Regions from separate parts of the Ovis aries genome. Here region 2 is linked to region 1. A link is a contact called in public Hi-C data. All regions are on one chromosome and are shown on one strand. The core of a region is the stretch at or near the end of the contact, and the rest is flanking DNA. Distances in the headings are between cores, read along the strand shown.

Region 1 (6,027 bases), core at 982-3,481:
TAAAGAACAAGGCTGCCCAGACTCCTGCTCACCCTGACATCAGGCGAAAGCCAGTTAGGTGAGCCTCTGATTTGATGTACAAATGTGCAGGGTTGGCATTTGACTATCGGATTCATGCTCAAAGTGGCCATTCAAAAAGAGTCCTGGGCCTCACTCAGAGTTCAGTCTGGCCTGAGGACTGACTTTCCAAGAGCTGCGAGCTGATGGGTAGAGCCAGCCTTTTTGGCAGTAGGGGCCCTGGGCAGAGATGAGTCCGACTGTACCCAGGAGCCTGGGAAGAATGAGTACAAGTCACAGGCAGCATGATCGCCCAAGTGTGGCAGCGTGCCACCTGGCCTTAGAGACGCGCGCGAGAGCTCTGATGCCTACAACAGTCTGCAACAGGGGCAAAGGTGTGACAGAGCTCTCAGCTCCACCCTTGACTCTCTGTGACCCTATGCACACAAGGGTTCCATCTGAAATGCTGGAGGGCACAAGAGTCTGAGTGCTCATCCCTGTGGCAGTTAGGGTCCTCTAGGTAGCAGATACCAAGATGGAATCAAGTTCAGGATATGTATTGGGAGTGATGTGCCAGAAGGGTCAGGAGGAGGGAGCAGGAGTAGGTGGGAGAGACTTCAGGCCAAGACGCAGGTCTGATCCCTGAGAAACCAGGGGAAAGGAAGGAAGATGGGATGAGAAGAACCTCAAACACAGTGCAGCTCTGAGAAAATCTCCATCAGGCTAATGGGGAGCCCCAGAGCAAAGACTGCCCATAAGAGACATCCCACGTCTGGCCCAGCTCTGGTGGCCCTCTCTGCTGTCCCCGGGTGGGGTCTGTGGCCCCCTCAGCTGCCGTGAATGCTGAAGGTGCCGCAGTTGGGGGCTGTCAGCTAACAGCACCCCTTCCAGAACCTTCTCCACCGAAGGGAAGCCTGGGTAGTGCCCTCCCATGGCTGCCAGAGTGCTTCTGTGCCAAGTCAAGAGGATATGTCAAGGATGGTACAGGGTTACAGCCCTGGCTCTAAGCCTGGTCTCCTGACCACAGACAAACTTTCCCCCCTTTTCATCTCAGTGTATGGACGAAGAGAATCAACCGTTATCTGTCCTGTCTCAAGTCTGAACACCCTTAGATTCTGGTTGTTTTCATCTTTGAGCTCCTCGAAGATAGACACGGAGTCAGAAAGGACTCGGCGACTGAGGGGCCTCTACCCCCGAGATAAATACATTCAAGTTGGAAAAGGTCCCAGTCGTATTTGCAAGTCCAGAAGGGAGGTGGGGTGAGCTGAGACCACGCAGCTACCCATTGATTTGATTATTCCTCAAAGGTGTACTAAGTACCTGCTCTGAGCAAGTAAGGACTATGTGCCCAAGAGAGGCTGCGAGTCTCCTGAGGACCAGAGAGGCTGCAGCAGGAAGATCTAGCCACCCATCCCCTACCCCCCAAGGTACCGAGATGAGGGGTTCAGAAGTTCTCTAAAATAGAGTGTAATCCAAACGACCCTCCACACACACACACTCCCCCTGCACTGCCAATTCACAAATATATGCGCACACACACACGCACAAAACACACACACACACAGAGCCATCTTTGGCATCATGAATAATTTATCTTTGTAGAACCCTGTACAGTTTACAAATATTAAAGCATTATCTCATCGTTTTAATCACAACCACCACTGTGGAGCAGCCTCATTCTTCCTGATAATGAAGTTGGGCTCAGATAAGATCTGAGCAAGGTGAAATGGCTCAGTAGGTGGTTCTTAACCTTTGGGGCAATCTCAGCTCCCTTTAACAACCCTCTTCTCAGAAAAAAAAAAATATATATATATATATATATATATGCTTACCACCTCAAAATTTCACCCAGGCTTTCACGGCATCACAGTTCCCTCCTCCAAACCCTCCAAAACGGGGGTGAACACCCCACCCACCCCTAGTGGTAGGAGACCAGGCTACAGTTTTGCGCGGCTGGAGCTGAGGTCCACCAGGCAGCCCCTGGATGGGCGAGGAATCTCCGTGCCATTACAGCAGGATAAGGGAATCTCCCACCCGAGATGGGCAGGGAAGGGTTAAAGGGAGGGGGGTAAGGGTTTTGTTTTTCACCTCGGAGGACTCTGTTCTGGGTCATTAAGAACACACAAGGCCGAGTGAGCATTCCATTCCCCGGGCCTGCCTCCAGCGCACAGCTCTGCTTTCCAACAAGATAAGTCCTGTGCGGAAGACCAGCCTGCTTCCCAGAGAGCCAGATGGGAACTCGCCCCAGATAAGGGCCGTCCAGTGCCAGTCACACGGGGCCTTACCGCTGCAAGAATGGCCAACCCCGAGGCTGCAGTTCTTGTAGGCTAAGGAGGGGGAAGCGTTTGTGTTGCTGTTCAGTCGCCAAGTGTGTCGACTCCTTGCGACCTCCTGGGCTGCGGCGGCCAGGCTCCTCTGTCCCTCACCGTCTGAGCGTTTCTGAGGGGCTCACTAACACAGTGCCGGCCTAGGCTGCTCTAGAGGAGGAACCCTCCCCCAGGCCCTGTTTGGTACCGGGCCAAAGCGGGGCTGCCCCGGGTTGTGGACAGTGGGGCCTCGGCATCTGTGCGCCCGCAATTTGGGGGCTGGGTGTGTTCCAGCGACGCCTCAACCACCTCCTGCTGAGCTCACAGACGGCTTAGCCATCCCACTCGGCTTAGCCATCCTACCCCAGCCTTGGAGCAATCCTATCCCCATCCACCACCCAGGTGGTACCTGGCCCCAGCGCAGGTAAGGAGAAAGGCCTGTGGAAAACACCATTACAGATAAGTAACAGCCGCTTTCAGGTTTAATGACACGTTGCATCCATCCTAAAGCTCTCAAAAAAAAAAAAAAAAAAAAAGGCCCTCTCGGGGGACAGCGCCTCGCGCCTGTAAGTAGGAGCGACAGGCCGGGGCGCGCGCGGGGGGAGGGCCCACGGCGCGGCTCGGGTGTGTAAATTAACTGGGGGCAGCAGAGTAAATACATTACACACGGCATTTATTATGCGTCCGGACCTCGGAGGGGTTCTCTGGCTCCCGGACGTGGCAAATCTTGTCCTGAGCGCCGCAGGCCGCGTGGCCGAGGGCGATGGTCGGGGCCCGGGGGTGGCAGAGGGAGCGGGGTGCGGGGGGAGGCTTTTGGTTCTGTGCCCAAGAGCCCCCGGGGAGCCCCCTCCCCACGGCTGAAGGTGGGGGTAAGGGCAGGGGCGGAGGAGACGTGGCCCCGGGCGCCTATCGGGCGAGGGGCCGGGCGGGGAGGGCGAAGGGGTGGGAACGGGCGGCGCGCCCAGCCCCTTAGCATTCCGCCGGCGCGCCCGCCATCGCCGCGTGCGCCCCCGCGCCCCGCTGTAATTACCCCGATTACCAAATGAATCTCGCGCTTTTGTGCTCGCCGGGCGGTGGGTGCGGGGAGGCAGTTCTAATAGTTGTCATTAGGGCCGGGGGAGGCGGGGCGCCGGGAGCTGGGGGTGGGGAGCTCGGGGGTGGGGGGAGGCCCGCCGTTCCCTCGCTCGCTCGCTCGCAGGCGGTCCCGGGCGGCGCACAGGCCGCTGCTGGCTGCTGAGTAATGATTTTTTTTCTAATTGGAGGCGAACAGCGGCCCTAATGGATGGAGCAGCTCTCGGCGCGCTCGCTGCACCCGCCCCTCGATCAATACTTCTCGCTGCGACCGCCTGGCCGAGCTCCCCCGCCCTTTGTGGTCCGAGATGCCGCGGGGGCCCCCAATCTCCCCCCGTCGCCGCGCCCCCCAAGAAGCCTCTGCGCGCCGCCCCGGGGGCTGCCCCCACCTCCCCGGACACCCTCCCGCCCCTCCCGGACTCTCCATCCCCTCCTAGCCTCACATCACCTGCAGCCTAGTCCCCGTGGCTTTCCAGCCAGGGCAGCTTGTCGGGCAGGCGCAAAGATGTAGGGGGAGGACAGACTCTGGATTGCCCCCTCCACCCTTCCTCCGAGACCATGCTTCCTCCGAGCTCCCCAGGCCCGGGGGAGAGCCAGGCACGGGCAGAGCCACCTCTGAGGGTTTGCACCCGCTGGTCCGGAAAGGGTTCGCTGAGTCAAATTAAACCCCGCGTTTTCTCCCTGAGCCCTTTCCAGCTCAAACCCGCTCCTCCTCGGCCCTTTCAGCTTCTTGTACTAAGAGAACCATGGCGGCTAGACACACCCCGGGGTTCCGTTCTCCAAGAAGCCCGGGGTCTGGACAGGGCGAAGAGTTCCCTGCGGTGTGCGGGATCAGACACGCCCCCAGTTTTGCCCGCCTGGTTCCTGCACTATTTCTAACTAGCTGGTGACCTTGGGTGAAGACTCAACACCTGGGGGCCCTTTTGTTACACCCTGCGGAAGTTTATCCGGCCCGGCCAGCTGGGTGACTGGGCTGTGTGTGTGCTCAGTCGTATCCCACTCTGAGACCCCATGGACTAACCCCCGCCAGATTTCTCTGCCCATGGGATTCTCCAGGCAAGAATACTGGAGTGCATTGCCATGCCTTCCTCTTGGGGCTTTTCCCCACCCGGGATCCAACCTGTGTCTCTTGTGTCTCCAGCATTGGCAGGTGAATTCTTCACCACTAGCCACCTGGGAAGCCAGACTGGGATACAGCATTCAAAGGAATGGCTAGAAACTATTGCTCCTCCCTGTAGTCTGCAGACCCTCCACCCTCTGGGGAAAATCTGAAAATCCAGGCTCCAACCTCTATCCTCCTTCCATTCTGCATTTTCCATTGCTGACCATCATTCATGCTTAGCATTGCCTGATATAGTAGGCTCCTGTTTGTTTATTATCAGTCTTCCCCACTACCATGTAATCTCCATAAGGACTGGAATTTTTGTCCATCTTGTATCCCCAGCATCTGAAACTGAGCCTGGAGTGAAGGAGGTGCTCAATAAATATTAGTTATATGAATGAATTGAAGGAATTTGAACTCGGTCCAACTTTTTCATCTCTCCCGGAAGCAGTGGCTTCTTACTCCTTGGGTTCTGTGGCATATCGTATTTTCCAAAAAATGGCAACAGCAATATTTCTGGTCTCACATGCCCTCCTAAAACCTTACCACTAGCTGCTTTTAAGGGTAGGAGTCTTCTTCCACTTGAACCAAGTCTAGCCTTTGTGACTACACCTCCATGAATAGAATGTGGCCCAAGTGATACTGCAGGCTTCCTAGTCTAGGTCATAGAAGGTGATATGACATCCATCTGACTCTGTTTCTCTCCTGGGATGGTCATCCTTGGAATCCAGCCACCATGTTGTAAGGAAGCCCAGGCCACATGAAGAGGCCAAGGTAGTATTCCAGCCAACAGTCTGATGTTCCAGCTAATGTCCCAGCTGACAGCCAGCACCAGCCACCAGTTACGTGAAAGAGTGAGCCTTCAAATGATTCCTTTGATCCACCCTAGTCCATGCCAAGTGGCATGACCCTTTAAGCTACCCAGCTGACACTGAGTGGAGCAGACAAGCTGTCCCTGCCAAGCACTGCCTAAGTAGCAGATTCATGAGCAAACTAAATGTTGATGTTGTAAGTCATTAAGTTTGGGGAGAGTTTGCTACCGAGTAGTAGTGAATAGATAGCTGGAGCTATAGATAATAGATAGTGGGCGCACTCAAGTGACTTCTCTTCAGCCCCCTATCTCCTGGGCACACCATGGAGCTGCTTGCCACAGTACACAGAATCACCCCCTCGGGGCTCCATCCGCTCAGCCCACCACTATTTTTGAGGGTCCTCAGTTCCTGTAGCCCATTGCCACAACTGCTTAGATACACATCAGCCCACTATGAGTCCAAGCTGGCCATTCTCTGGGCCAAGTCCCAAGACATGGCCCAGCTCAATGGGGAAAAAATCGCTCTGCTTTGCTGGTCTGCACCACCACACCTGCTAATCCTGTCGCATCTTCCTAACCAGCTCGCTCTCACCCTCCACACACCTACCCCTCTTTCCACTCAGCTCCAACTTCACGGAGACCTCGGGAGTCACAAATAAGAGCCCAGCCCCCACCCCAGCATCTCACCACTATATGTCTGTCTACACCACCCTGTCCATCTGCATTCCAGTGCCAAGGAA
Region 2 (5,631 bases), core at 2,591-5,090, 300 kb after region 1:
AAGGAGAGGGCCCTGCGTGTCTGAGAGAAAAGAAGCCAGCCTGCAGCCACAGCCTGGAGGAGAGGGGGAGTATAAAGGGAAAGCCAACACTAATCCCTCAGCCTACCTACGTGGGGCCTGACAGTTTACAAAAGCCTTTTCCCTGAATATTATCTCATTCGCACTGGGCTATAAGGGAGGGAGGGCAGATAGTGTTACCCCCATTGACAGACGAGAGATGATGCCCACAGAGGTTAAGATAGGTCTGTACCAAGGTTGCAGAGCTAAGAGTCGTGGAGGAGCCCCCAGGCCCGGGGTTTCCTGCTCCCAAGTTCACTTTCCTGTTCAATAGCTCTGTGTGTGTGAGTCTGGGTGACTATCTGTGTGGAGGGGAAGGGGGGGGTGGCTGGACAGGAATGAGCAGTCCAGTGAGGGGAGTCCAGGAAGGAAGGACATAGCCTCATACCTCTTCCTCTGCTCAGGTCTCACCCAGCAGCCTCCTGCTGTTTCCGTAGCAGCCTGTGAGCCGGCCTCCAAAGTGCCTGCCCAGGGGTGAACTGTCCGTGGCTCCAGCAGTGGCTATTCCAGAGGGCTTATATCTTTGGGAGGCCCTGCTCTGCTTGTCTGCTCAGCTCTCCTCTCTGCCTGTCATCCCCACCCCCAGCCTCGGCTGCAGGATGCCTTGCGTCCAACTGTGGTTTCCGGGCAATAAAACAACTATTAAAGTCTCAGGCACGGCTGGTGATTTGCATCACATCCTCTCGTGCATGGATTCAATATTTAATACACAATATTGAATACGGATATTAAAAATCAATAGCTGAGGACCCCTGGGGAGGCGGCACAGTGCGATCCTGCTTCGGGAACACAACCAGCTCCTCTAAAAAGACAGGAACGGCAAGTTCAGCCAAGCTGAGCCCAGCGCCAGGGGAAGTGAGGAGCAGTGGATGCCTCGCAGCTTCCTGATCTACTTAACTGCATCATTCCTAGGTCAGGCTAGAGGGAGGCCAAAGGAACTATGTGCCCTCAGGCTTTACTAGCTGGCGAGGGGGGTGGGGTAGAATTTGTTACCAAGCAAGCTACCAGGTGGATGGAGATGCCCCTTTTGTTGCCATTTGCACTTTGGTTTGGTTTGGTGCAGGCAAGCACTCAACACTTCCCACCATGATGGCTCCTTCCCACCGCCCAGAGGCCCCACAGGGAGCTTCTGGCATAAGCTTTCAGGGAGATGGACCAGAGGATGTCAATGGCTCAGAATATTCTTTGTACAGTAAAAGAAATGTTAATTAGGCTCGGAGTCACAGGGTCTTCTGAGGCACCACCAGTCTTCAAGACAGAAACCCTCAATCACGTGACCTGCCAAAGGGCCTGGTGATGGCCGGCTGGTGACAGGACGAAGACGAGAAGGAGGCAAGATACTAACGCGCTCCTGATCCAGAACAAGAATCCGGTTTGCCTGTTAGCCAGGAGAAGAGGGAGCTCCCCGGGACGCATAATTATCTTTTCAGGCCTGAAGAGGAACATAAATTACTCTCTTCTTTATCAAAACACAGAAATACACTTTCTCCTACATAGCAACAAGGTTCTTGCACACTGGTAGGGAAGGGGTGAAGAAGAATAAACATTTTTGAGAGAAGATTCCTTTTTTATCCAGTACAGAAAGAGAAGAGAAACTAACAGTGGGAGACACACTTAGCTTATCTGATTGGAAGAGCCTGGACGTTTTTTGATGCCAAAGAACTAGGTGAACTTGACCCACTGAAGTGCCATCCTAGATACCAACTTACATCAGTTTTATAGATTCCCTTTTTATTAGAGCTTAAATCAATATGGATGGAGTTGGAAACCTTGCTCTGGTTATAAATAGAAAGGACGCCTCAGGAAAACCCCCAAAGTGGCAATTTGGGTAAAAGTGACAAGGGAAGGAAAGAGGTGTTAGAAAATGACAGTTAATGAGCCAGTGGCCTTGCCTCTTTGTTCCCTAACAGTTGTCAGAGAAACCATCAAAGGGAGGGAACAGGGGCCCTTCTCAGAACCATCACAGGAAAAGCTGACTCGCTTTCTGGCTGCTGCAGATCCCCTCGGTGGTGGCTCACAGACCGGCCCCCTGGGAGTTTGCCTGTGTATATTTATGCATTTCCGGGCTGGGGGTGCACGCACTTTTTACAATGTCAGGCCTGGGCCTGTGAAACCCACCAGCAAAAGTTCTATACGAAGAAAAAGATGTTCTAAGGAAGATGTTGTATATGGAACAACTGCTCCAGCCTAGTCAGCAACATCTTCTTGGTTCCTTCAGCACTACCAAACTCCCTCATTTCTTCCCACCTTGGCTATTGGCCAGGCTCTGGGCTTCCTCTAGACCCACACAGACCTGATGGTTTACAGACCCCACCGTGCGCACGGGGCAGGGACATATGACCAGGGTATAAGCCAGCTGGCCAAGGGGGAAAGGAGGCTCAGCTCCCATGGGGGGAGGACCCAAGGACCCAGGATACAAGCTCAGAACCCACTGAGGATGACACCTCTCCCTTGGACCCACCTGGTACTCCAAATCAAGACAAAAAATGGTGGCCTTGTCCCATATTGGTGGGCTACGCCTAAAGGTGGAGGCAGCCTCTGTGGCATGAAGAACCTACACATTGGGTCCCAAACTTGGAAAGGGTTTGGAGGCAGGAGAGGGGTATCTTCAGGCCTCCCACCTCTCCACCCTTCTGAACATTTTCCTGGAACCCACTGAAGCTGCTAGTGGAGTTGTTCCTGAAGCTCCTCGGGAACTGTCGCTACCTCCTGGTGCACGACTGCAAGGAGAATGGCTTTCTGTCACAGAATCCCTTGGATAGTATTTGCATTCATCAAAACAAGGGGCCTCAGATTCAGGGGCAAAGCCTCACAGTTCCTATACTGACTCTGCTTTCCCTCCCGCACCTCTCAGAAACACACCCCCAAACTACTGGGGTGTACACCGAGCTTGAGGCCAGGGTCAGCGGAGGCACGGCCGCCGCCACCAACAAGTTGCCGGCCAAGATAACAGCTGCGGGAGGGGGAGGGGAGCCGCAAGCAGCCACGACCGAACCGTTGCGATCTAGAAAATTCAACAAGAGGCCGCCGCCAGCGCGGCGGCGGCGGCGGCTCCAATTAGCTGAGCCAACTGGGAAGGCAGAGAGTGAGGCGGCGGCCCCGCCGATCGTGCCCGGGGCGACCAGGCGGGCGGGGGCGCGGGGCCTCGGAGCTGCCCGGGCGGCCCTCGCCCGGCCCCTCCCGCGGGCTCTCGGAGCGCGCCTGGTGTTTACACACTGTCCTTCCGACACGGGATCAAGTTTCAGGCCGCGCTGGAGGCGCCGGGGGCCGGCCACAGGCCCGGGAGAGGGGAAGAACTGGAACGGGATCGAAGGCAGCGCTGCGCGGACCAGAAGGCCCGGCGCGCGTGGGCACAGCTAGTGCCGCGATCCCCTCGGGGGTGGGGCGAAGGGAAGTCTGGCGGGCAGGGTGGACAGGGACAGGTGGGACTGCGGAGAGTTATCCGGAGGGAGAACCATCTCCCAGTCGCTAGAGTGGCGTGGTTTGCTCACTCTGGCCGGAGAACTAAGCCCCGGCGAGGGGCGGGGAGGACTGCCCCAAAGCCGGGCGCCAAGAACGCTTTGAGCGCCCCTCGTTGAGCTCTCCGCTCTTTCCCCCCAGTACCTTTGATACACTACCAGATGGATTCAGACCACTGTGGGGCAGGAAAGGGGCTAGAAGAGGAACGCACTCGCGGAGACCTCGAGCCTCCCCGCGCGCTCTGGCCCCGGGGCTGTCGAGGCCTCGGGCCGAGTGCCGGAGGGCTCGCCGCTCCGCGTCTTCTCTGAGCTGGCAGCGCGCGGGTGCCCCATGCTGTCAGGCGGCGGCGGGTATGCTTCCAGCAGCAGGCACGCTGTAAACAGCTGCGTGCGCGCCCTCCCCGCCCGGGCTGGGAACCTCACCCAAACACCATGTCGCCTTCTCTCGGGCTCCCGGCAGAGGCTGGGGGTGAGGGGGTGGGGAGGAGGCGCAGGGGGTGAAGCTTTTGTAGTCTAGCCGGGAGAACCCGGGCCCCCACCCCACCCCCAGGCCAGCGGGGCCCGGGAGCAAGCGTTCTGAACCTGCAGGGGTGCGGGGTGCTGCGGGGAGGGGAAGGAGTCAGCGCCTGCCCCTCCCCACTGAATGTCTGCTTTGTTCCGGAAAACAAGGGAAGCATTAGGCTGCTGCCCCCGGGGAAACACAAAACTTCTTTTTGAATCTCGGGAAGGGCGGTTGACTGCGCTACGGGGCTCCCGAGACAGACCGAGGAGGGGAAAAGCTGAGAGGGCGGGTGGAGACAGGGAGACTCCGGAGGGAAGACGACGGACAAGTGTGGGGCGGGGAAGACAGCCGCTCAGGGTGACCGGGCGAGAGACCCGGGAACCCGACTCGGCGTGAACGTGCCGCCCGAGTTCCAGCGAGCAGCCGGCCCGGCCAAGTGGCGCCGGCCCAGCCGGCGGCCGTGCCAGCTTCCTGCCCTGCCCAGGACCGCGGAGCAGTCGGGGACGCCGCCGCAGGCTGGCCCGGAATCGCAGGACAGCGGGGTGGGGGCCGCAAAGCTCCCAGTAAACCCCAACCAGAACTTTGTGCATCATATTTGCCCCTCATCCCCACGGTGGGCCCGGATCCCAGACCTGGGGGGCGTCGGCTGTGGGCTTACAGTCTTGGAGAAAGGAGGGGGCAAAGGCCCAGGGAGCTCCCCCGCGCGGGAGGTGGGAGACTGTCTGAGGTGTCTTTGGTCTCATTTGATGACCACTAATCGGATCGACTCCCAGGCCCGCTGTGCCGTTGCGAGGGGGCGGGTCACATCTGCCCAGGCCGGTGCGTGCGGGCGAGAGGACAGAGTGAAAGCAGACCTGGAGCTCTCGCTCTCCAGCTCCGGATCTTCTCCCGACCGCCACTCCTCACTTCGCCCTTCCAGCACCTAAGGAAGGGGAGGGCACCCAGGCTCTGCTCCACCCTCCGCGGGGCGCTCCCCTCCGCCTCGGAAGCTCAGAACTAGAGCGAGGGTTTTCCCCCTTTCCCCTGGGCTCGCAGGGTTTCCAACTTCCTCTAAACCGCCCTCTCCGCTCCGAAAAGCCCCGAGGAGAGGAGCCGAAAGGAAGCACGCCGCTGGTCTGCGAAATGAAGACCATGTGTGAGGACGGCGGCATCAGAGTGGAGCCGCAGCGCAGTTGGGGGGGGGGGTGGCGAAGCCCCCGCGCGGCCGGAGACTCGGGACAGCAGCAGCCAGCGCCTCTGCTCGGCGTTGGGGACGCGGAGCCGCAGTGAAGAACAGCGGAGAGGCTGGGCTGGCCTCGTGGCGGGCAGCAAGGAGGGGGTGCGGGGGCTGCCGCGCCGTGGGGGGCTGGGGGGCGGGGACGCAGCCCAGGCTTCCTGGGCCGCAGCTGCGACCGAGGGCGCAAGAGCAGATCGTGCTCGGCGGCGGCGGCGGCGGCGGCGGCGGCTCGGGCCCGCCGCGCTCGCAGCTGAGAATCAACAAAGGGAGGCGGCGGGCGAGCGGGGGAGGGGCGCCGCAGAGCGCTCGCTGGCTGCTGTGGAATAATAAAAAATAATTAATAATGATAATAAGAGAAAAATCCCCGGGCTTTCATGGCTCTGGGTTTCCGTGTGGCT

Evidence for each region. Hi-C and Micro-C count contacts between places; a contact is called where the count stands out from the background.
Region 2: a Hi-C map of mixed tissues shows a contact between it and region 1, with 4 times the contacts expected there. The contact joins two enhancer-like sites. A contact is called at or near these places in 4 of 16 Hi-C or Micro-C datasets (hypothalamus, mixed tissues, muscle and 1 more).

What each region holds. Positions count from the first base shown.
Region 1 is chrX:39,156,755-39,162,781 of ARS-UI_Ramb_v3.0, forward strand. No RefSeq gene overlaps it. Among named protein-coding and RNA genes, the nearest start is that of TRNAS-GGA, 170 kb to the left of the region's middle. Within about 2 kb of position 2,232, at least 5 of the 54 cell types and tissues checked have an H3K27ac peak or open chromatin away from gene starts, as enhancers often do.
Region 2 is chrX:39,450,276-39,455,906 of ARS-UI_Ramb_v3.0, forward strand. All of the region lies in intron 1 of BCOR (BCL6 corepressor), which reads right to left. Among named protein-coding and RNA genes, the nearest start is that of BCOR, 25 kb to the right of the region's middle. Within about 2 kb of position 3,841, at least 30 of the 54 cell types and tissues checked have an H3K27ac peak or open chromatin away from gene starts, as enhancers often do.